2 separate regions of the Zea mays genome follow, and region 1 is linked to region 2. A link is a contact called in public Hi-C data. All regions are on one chromosome and are shown on one strand. Each heading gives the region's core, a stretch centred on a gene start, on an enhancer-like site or on the middle of the called end of the contact. The rest is flanking DNA. Distances are from core to core; before and after follow the strand shown.

The links. A called contact is a pair of places that touch in the nucleus more often than the background predicts.
Region 1: a Hi-C map of ear shows a contact between it and region 2, with 7 times the contacts expected there. The contact joins the enhancer-like site here to the promoter of LOC100273334 in region 2. A contact is called at or near these places in 2 of 25 Hi-C or Micro-C datasets (ear and leaf).

What each region holds. Positions count from the first base shown.
Region 1 is chr1:149,243,975-149,247,739 of Zm-B73-REFERENCE-NAM-5.0, forward strand. No RefSeq gene overlaps it. Among protein-coding and RNA genes, the nearest start is that of LOC103639397, 6.3 kb to the right of the region's middle. Within about 2 kb of position 1,582, at least 14 of the 20 cell types and tissues checked have an H3K27ac peak or open chromatin away from gene starts, as enhancers often do. A contact at or near this core is called in ear and leaf, where this site is marked.
Region 2 is chr1:148,892,541-148,896,011 of Zm-B73-REFERENCE-NAM-5.0, forward strand. It overlaps LOC100273334 (alpha/beta-Hydrolases superfamily protein), which reads right to left and starts at 1,699. Exons shown (of 5, transcript NM_001147775.1): 1 at 1,368-1,699. The coding sequence starts at 1,669.

The DNA of each region.
Region 1 (3,765 bases), core at 332-2,831, 350 kb after region 2:
ATTTTACTCATCAGGTCAAGTAATAACCTGCATCTAGATTTCTTTCTATTCTTAGATCAAGCACTTGGCCTATACTAGCCATCTTTTATCACTCCTTCAGTTCACTTGCTGCTACGTGTAAGTCAGTGATCAAGTCTTCATGTCCGAGAAGTAACGACGATCCAAATCGATTAATACCCAGCTGGGTATCTCCAACCACACGACATGTGTATCACTTAACCCTTGCATATGTCAACTTGCACCCGGGTTTCTCAAGACTAGAATGGGTTCACGCCAACCGAGGGCACAGATACTCCACCATCTAGCCTCTTGCCACAGAGGATACATGCTACTCTCGCCATCTCTCCACTCCCATTGTGTGGTAGCCTTCCTGGTATTGGTCCAACTGAGGCAAAGCTTACCCATGACGAGGCATATGGCTAGTTGAAAGGTCCTCGACCAGCAGGCCTACATCGGCTCGGTCATTAAGCGACTCAGACAGAGACACTACACATAGACTCCCTTCTCGTGTAAGTCACTCGCCCGGTCTCGTCTTTATTACCTAAACCCTAAAGTTTGGTACCTAACATAGGTACTTCTTTTTAGATGTTGAACCCATCACGACCATGATGGATCAACCATCATCATTCTTTTCTTTGTAAAAATTCCCATCCCATGTGAATCATCACCTTTTTCAAAACAAAACCTTTTGTTTTCTATAGCAAGACTAAGCATTAGAAAACTTGTTTAAAACAGGCAACAAGGAATGGTAACCAATTTTCCAAGGAAGGAAATGCATCAATTGTTTATCACACAATTCCTATCACCTAATGCATCATATAAGGTGATAAAGATTTTAAAATAACAAGGAAAAGGGATAATGCACCAGGGCTTGCCTTGTGTTGCAGGAGGTTCAGGTTCCACACCGCAGATGTCGAAGTAAAAGTTGTTCTCCACTGGAGGATTCTCAGTCTGGGAGACAACCTCTTCTTCTACTACAGTTTCTTCCTCGTGTTCTATACATGATAATACTTGTACATGAATGCTTATGCTATGTCATGATATGCAGTTACACAATAGAAATACAATAAGTTGCAACTTGAATACAACTTTCCTTCATGGTACAATTCAATCACTAAGGTTTTCTCGTTAGGTATTCTTTTACGATTAGTATTAAGTAATTAATCCTATGAGACCAGTCATTAGGTTTCTGGTCAAACAGTGTCCAAACTATTTCAAACTTCACTAAAGGGCTCTAATCATCTTATTAAGCCTACCCAAAATGTTTTATGATTTTTGGAATTATTCAACAATTTCTAAAATTCTAAAAGGCTTGGTCTAAGCACCTTTAAATGCTATATAATTTAGAGTTTGAAATAAAAATCTTGCAATTATTTTTATTAAATACTACTTGATATTATGAATTTAGAAAAATTGATTTCATAATTTTTTCCATTTTTCTACAATTTTGCACACATTTCCTAAGTGGTCAGCAAAAAGAAAAGGAGAATTCTATAATAGAACTGGGTCAAAATCGGCCCAACTGGTCCAAGTCCATGCAGAACTGTGCGCCCCCGCAACCCGCGCTGGCAGATTTACACCGAGACCCCTGGCCGTTCAATCAACTTGGAAAGAGCCCATGTCCTGTTTCTATGTCTCTCTGACACTTTTCCTTCTGACCCCCCGATTCTTTCATTTTCACAATTCTCGTCCCCGAGCCCGGCCGACGGCGTTAACGAAATTAAACCCTGGTCATGGTGGCGTGAAGCTTGGGCACTCTTTTAAACACTCTTTAATTGCAATCCTATCCTAACCCGAATGATTTTGGGGCAGGAACCTAGTTAACAGGCACTGCATAGACCCACCCACGACCACGACGGGGTTCTAGGTTCACGACGTCGTTTTCCCAAGGCAACAACACCGTGGAGCTCAAACAAATAGAATGGGTAGCACTAGTAGTTCACGTAGTATATAATGCTCACGTGAGCCGGCTCAGGACAAGTGGGAATTGGTCGGTCAACACAGGTGCAGTTCATGGATCTAATACGCGGCGTCGAGCTCGCGTTCCAAGCTATTCAGAATAGCAATGACCAAACGACCACTTCGGTGAGCTTCTCCAACAAACACAAACATTGGAACGCTAAACCAGGGGCGCAGAACCATATCGTGCACGCCTGGCCACGCGAGGTTGAGACGTCGGCGACGTGGTCACCAGACACGCGAAGCTACATGGCCAGAGGCTGGAGTGTTTCCAGGGTATAGTTTGGGGGAAGTGAAGGCAACAATACTGTGTTGAAGTCACTCACAACGGGTTATGAGAATGGCAAGGATCTCTCCTTTACTCCCCTTCCACCCCCTCGGTTATCCTTTATATGGACAGAGCCGACTCAATTGATGGCTGGGTTTAGAGGATGGACAGAGATGCCTAACTGGATGAGGCTATCACCTACATGATCGCAAGTGCGTGGCTCATCTCCAAGAATCCACGCATGGCTTAGGAGCACATTAAGGAAATAGACATGGTAGATTTTTACCACCACCGAGCACAGCAGATAAGGCTGCCTAGGTAGATGTCTTCCAGTTCACTTGGGATATTTCAGTGATGGTTAAAGTCTTGAACACCCCTGCTATTCACCTCACCTTTATCTCCATCTTTACACAAAAGTGAAACACGGTAGGGAGAAAAGATCTTCTGCAGATATTTCAGATTACCCTGAACTTCATTACCTGACTGAACCTTCCCTGGCCAGCCCTCCTTTTCTCTCCATATATGATAATAACAAATCAGTATCTATTAACAGAACTTATTCACTAATCAAAGATCTTCAAAGTCACTATAGGGTTCTTAGACCCAAACCTCATAAATCCAAAGTTATGGTGCCCAAAATTCAGCTATACTACGCTGGTACCTTTTCCTTGGTCTGAATTTTTGATTTACAGTTACCCTCCCTTCTTTTCCTCTGACAGAAGCAGTTTGGGCTCCATTATCTCCCAAACTTATGCAGCATCAAGCTAGACCCTCCTAATAAAACATGTCCATTGATATATGGTCTCCAACTTTGCTACATAAACATGGCTCCTTAATCCCCCAGAATAATCTCGAGGATGTTCCAAAGTTGAACCAACAAACAACTCTCGGACTCAGTTACACTGAACAATATTCAGTCAACAACATCCTGTCAGCACAACTTAGAGCAACAATTTCTCTAGTATTTGCACAGGATCAAGCCCACCTAGCTTAAGAACATTTAATCACCATCTTATGGTCTCTAATCTATCTATATAGATCACAACCTTAAACTCCCTGGACTGGCCACCTAAGGGCTTCAAACCAAGTACTAAGTGTAGCGGAACCGCCTGAATTATTCCAACTTAAGTGCCTAAGTCCCACCTTAGAGGCTAGACCACACTTAAATAGGAATAAAACGTCAGTCCCTCGGATCTAGTCTGACAAGGCCACTAACAAGATCAAGTACCACGTACTCACTCGAAGGTGAGACACAGAGCAATACAATAAAGCATAAAACCATTCATTAAAGAAGTGCTTAACACTACAAGAAACTGGTTAAAGAACGTGGGTGAAAAACCGTCGAACTTAATGTAATAGGCCGTCGAACTTAACATAAGAACGTGGGTTTACCCACGAACATAGCCGACGGCGATTTTTGGACGAACTTAAAGAAGTAAGTTCGACGGCCCCCACGTTCTTAAGGTTAAGAACGTGGGTACCGTCGAACTTAAGGTTAAGAACGTGGGTACCGTCGAACTTAAGGTTAAGAACGTGGG
Region 2 (3,471 bases), core at 449-2,948:
TGCATTGATTACAATGTAAAACATTTTTTCCCTCGAACACGCAGGAGATATGCATGTCATTACATTAGAGAAGAATGAAGATTACAAACCCACACACATACACCTAACACAAACCACTGCTAACAGCAACACACATCACAAAACGAAAGAATCGATAACCAAAATATGTGCAGTGGGTTCCTAAAATGGCATCCAGAGGATGCAGAACTGGTGAACCCTGGCAGCACACACCGCAAAAGCCCCTCCCTCCTCATAATAATGCTCACGCTCAGAGTGGCGTAGTTGAACACTAGGTCATTAAGATGTTTCCAGTTTACCAAGCTACGATGATCAAACTGTTGGACCTTTTCCTGTAAGCCTTTCCAATAAGATTGGTCACGCAACAACACAATCTGGAGAAAACATCCCATGTCCAACTGAAGCCACACAGCAACCCAATTTTCTTGAAGATGACAAACCACACTCGTTGAACCACCACACAAGAGACAGGCAAACACTGAATTCATTGGCTTCACCACAGAGGGAAGAGGATGCTGGGTGAGCCAAGGCAAGCTATGCTTGAAAACTTATCCATGGTCCAACATCGATTAAGCACAGCCAGCATGTGCTCTTTATCACATACAATCATCATGCACATAAAGTCAACTTGAGCTGCAGCTATGTGTAAAAACTTTATTTTCCTAAGTTTATTTTATGCAAGCAAAAAAAAAACACATACAAGTTTTTCTGTCAAAAAGCTGGAATACCAAACCCCAAAACAGCCAGGCAGCATCTTCGCTGCCAAAAGTTTCAGCCCAGTAGCTCAACATTCCATGCTGTAATTCTAGAAAAAGAAATAGGAAAAAAACGAACTCCCTGAAAAATTCGTTTCCATAATTCCATTCCATATATTAGAAATGTCAAATACAGATTCCGAAATATAGAAGATTTTCATCAACTTAACTCACAAAGTAACACAAAATTCGAGGCATCGAACCATTAGATTTCACCAGTTCCGCCAACCACTCCTGTTATGAAAGGAAATGGACATTCCCACACTCAAAGGTCACAGGAACTTGACAAACGGGGACAAAGCAAATGGAAGTTAGGCGAGCGTACCAAAAGCATGAAATTCCGCTCGAACTTAGTAAAATCTAAACACACTAGGAAGAGAGAGGAAAGAATTTGGCGCCAGAACACAAGATTTCACACATCGACGATGACAAATCGAGGAACGCCTGAGTCCAGGGCTCAGCCGCCAAGACACTCATGCCCAAGAGCATCCACGGACCACGGATCACGCCAAACAGAAGAGGAGAAACAAGCGACGTGAAGCTAATTACACTTAGAGGGAAAGCAATCAAGGCGATAGGCGGGCCAATCCTCACCCGAGGATGTTAACGCGGAGGTTGAAGGACAGATGCAGGAAGAGCTGGTAGAGGTGGCCCAGGTCCGCGGCGTTGCCGTGGGAATAGAGCACCGTGGACGCGGCGTCCGGGTGGCGCACGTACATCGCCGCCAGCGTGTTCCCTTTGCGGGTGCGGAAGCGCAGCAACTCGACGTTCTCCCGGTGCGGCTGGCCGCTGAGCGTGGTGACCCCCGCACCGGCGTCCTCCACCAGCGCGTACGACGGCGGCGTCGGCGGGAAGAAGGCCATCTTCGCCGCCACACTCGAGGTCACCCCTCCCATCCTGATCCGTCACTCCTCGGTATCTAGTCGGTAGGGAGCTAGCTGGCCAGCTTGCGAAAGCTTCTTGTTTCAGATGTACTGCTTCTGAAGTGTTTAGCTCTATATCGGCTCTACAAACGACGGCCCGTGCACAGATGCACAATACCTATCGAGTCCACTCATCCGGCAACCAATGGCACCAAGTATTTATTTCAAAGAACCCCGTGCTCAACTTCTAAGCTCTCCTTTCTTTTTTGCAAAAACAGACCCGCACGCCATCTTGCTCTATACGTTTCTGCTTCTCTTGTACGCCGGCGACTCCTCGCCTACCGTCGCCGCCGTCACGTGTCGTAGGGGCATGGAGGAGCCACCTCCACTCTGCCCTAGTGGCAGCTTGATGGCACTCCTCACTGCTATGGACGAGCGAGGGGTACCTGGTCTTAGTGGTCAAGGCCATCTTGAAGACCATCAAATTTAACATGAGCATCGTCTTGGTGATAAACTTCACTTCGGAGTTTTTTTCATCGGATTTTAGTTCTGCATTTTATTAAAAACGACTTTAGAGATTTTTCACCTTTACTTGGTAATAAAATTTAAGCTCTGCATTCACTTAGAAACGATTTCGTAGCTTTCTCATCTTTACTTGGTGATAAAACTTTAGCTCCACGTTTCCTTAATAATAACTTTGGAGCTTTCTCACATTTACTTGGTGTTAAAACTTTAGCTCTAAATTCACTTAAAAAAGACTTCGGAGATTTCTCACCTTTACTTGGTGATTCAACTTTAGCTCTGCATTCCTTTAGGAACGACTTCGGAGCTTTCTCACCTTTACTTGGTGATAAAACTTACCTTCGTATTGGAGGTTTTTGGAAATCGGATCACTTGCTGACTTTGATATAACTTGTTTTTTTTTGGGGAATAGCATCATTATTGCCTTTAGGTGTTCTTTGCCTAATTATTACATCTTCGGACCCGTTAAAAAACCTTATCCCCTTTATAAGGAAAAAGGGTGCCGAAGCTTGGCATTAGATATAGTATCTTCAGAGCTCGTCGGCATTCCATGACCTTGAATGTCGTTTTCTTCCATGTCCTTCAATCTGTATGAGCCTGATCTGTTGGAAGCTAAGACCAGGAAAGAGCATTCCCACTTCACTTACAATTTTCTCGTTGCATCTGGGTTAGGTACTCTTCGGAGTACGAGATGACCTAGTGCTATGCTCTTTAGTTTCACTTTCCTGTATCTCCATGTGGATTGGAGTGTATTGGAATGGATTGAGATGAATTTTGACTTATTATGGATTTAAACCGACTCAATACCACACAATCCACATGGATTAACGGCGAAACGAACATGCCCTGATGGTTTCTGCTTGATACTTCCTTATATGCTCGATTGCTTCAAGCCTTGACTCTTCTATTATATCCTTCGAGATTTTTTCATCATCCTGATTTTGAGTCAAAGCTATGACTCTTGCTGACCCCAACCTGACTTCTTCAGGGGTAACTGCTTCGTCCCCGAAGAGAAGCTTGAACTGTGTAAAATCAGTTGTTGGGGACTCGTTCTCAAATGCTATGAATTAAGAACAAGGCAACATAAAATGTTAAATGTTAATGCCCTTCGTCCGCTGAAGCATTATTTCCTTAAGGATTTAATGAACTTCGGACGAAGGTTAAAGACGGTACAATTACGAAGGTTGAATCTCCGTAATTGAACTCTCAGAGATTGTATAAAATAATTCGAGATATGAAGCATTAACGACAAGTAAATTATAAATAAACAACATCATTCTCATATTATACAAACTTGATGTATTCAAATGTTA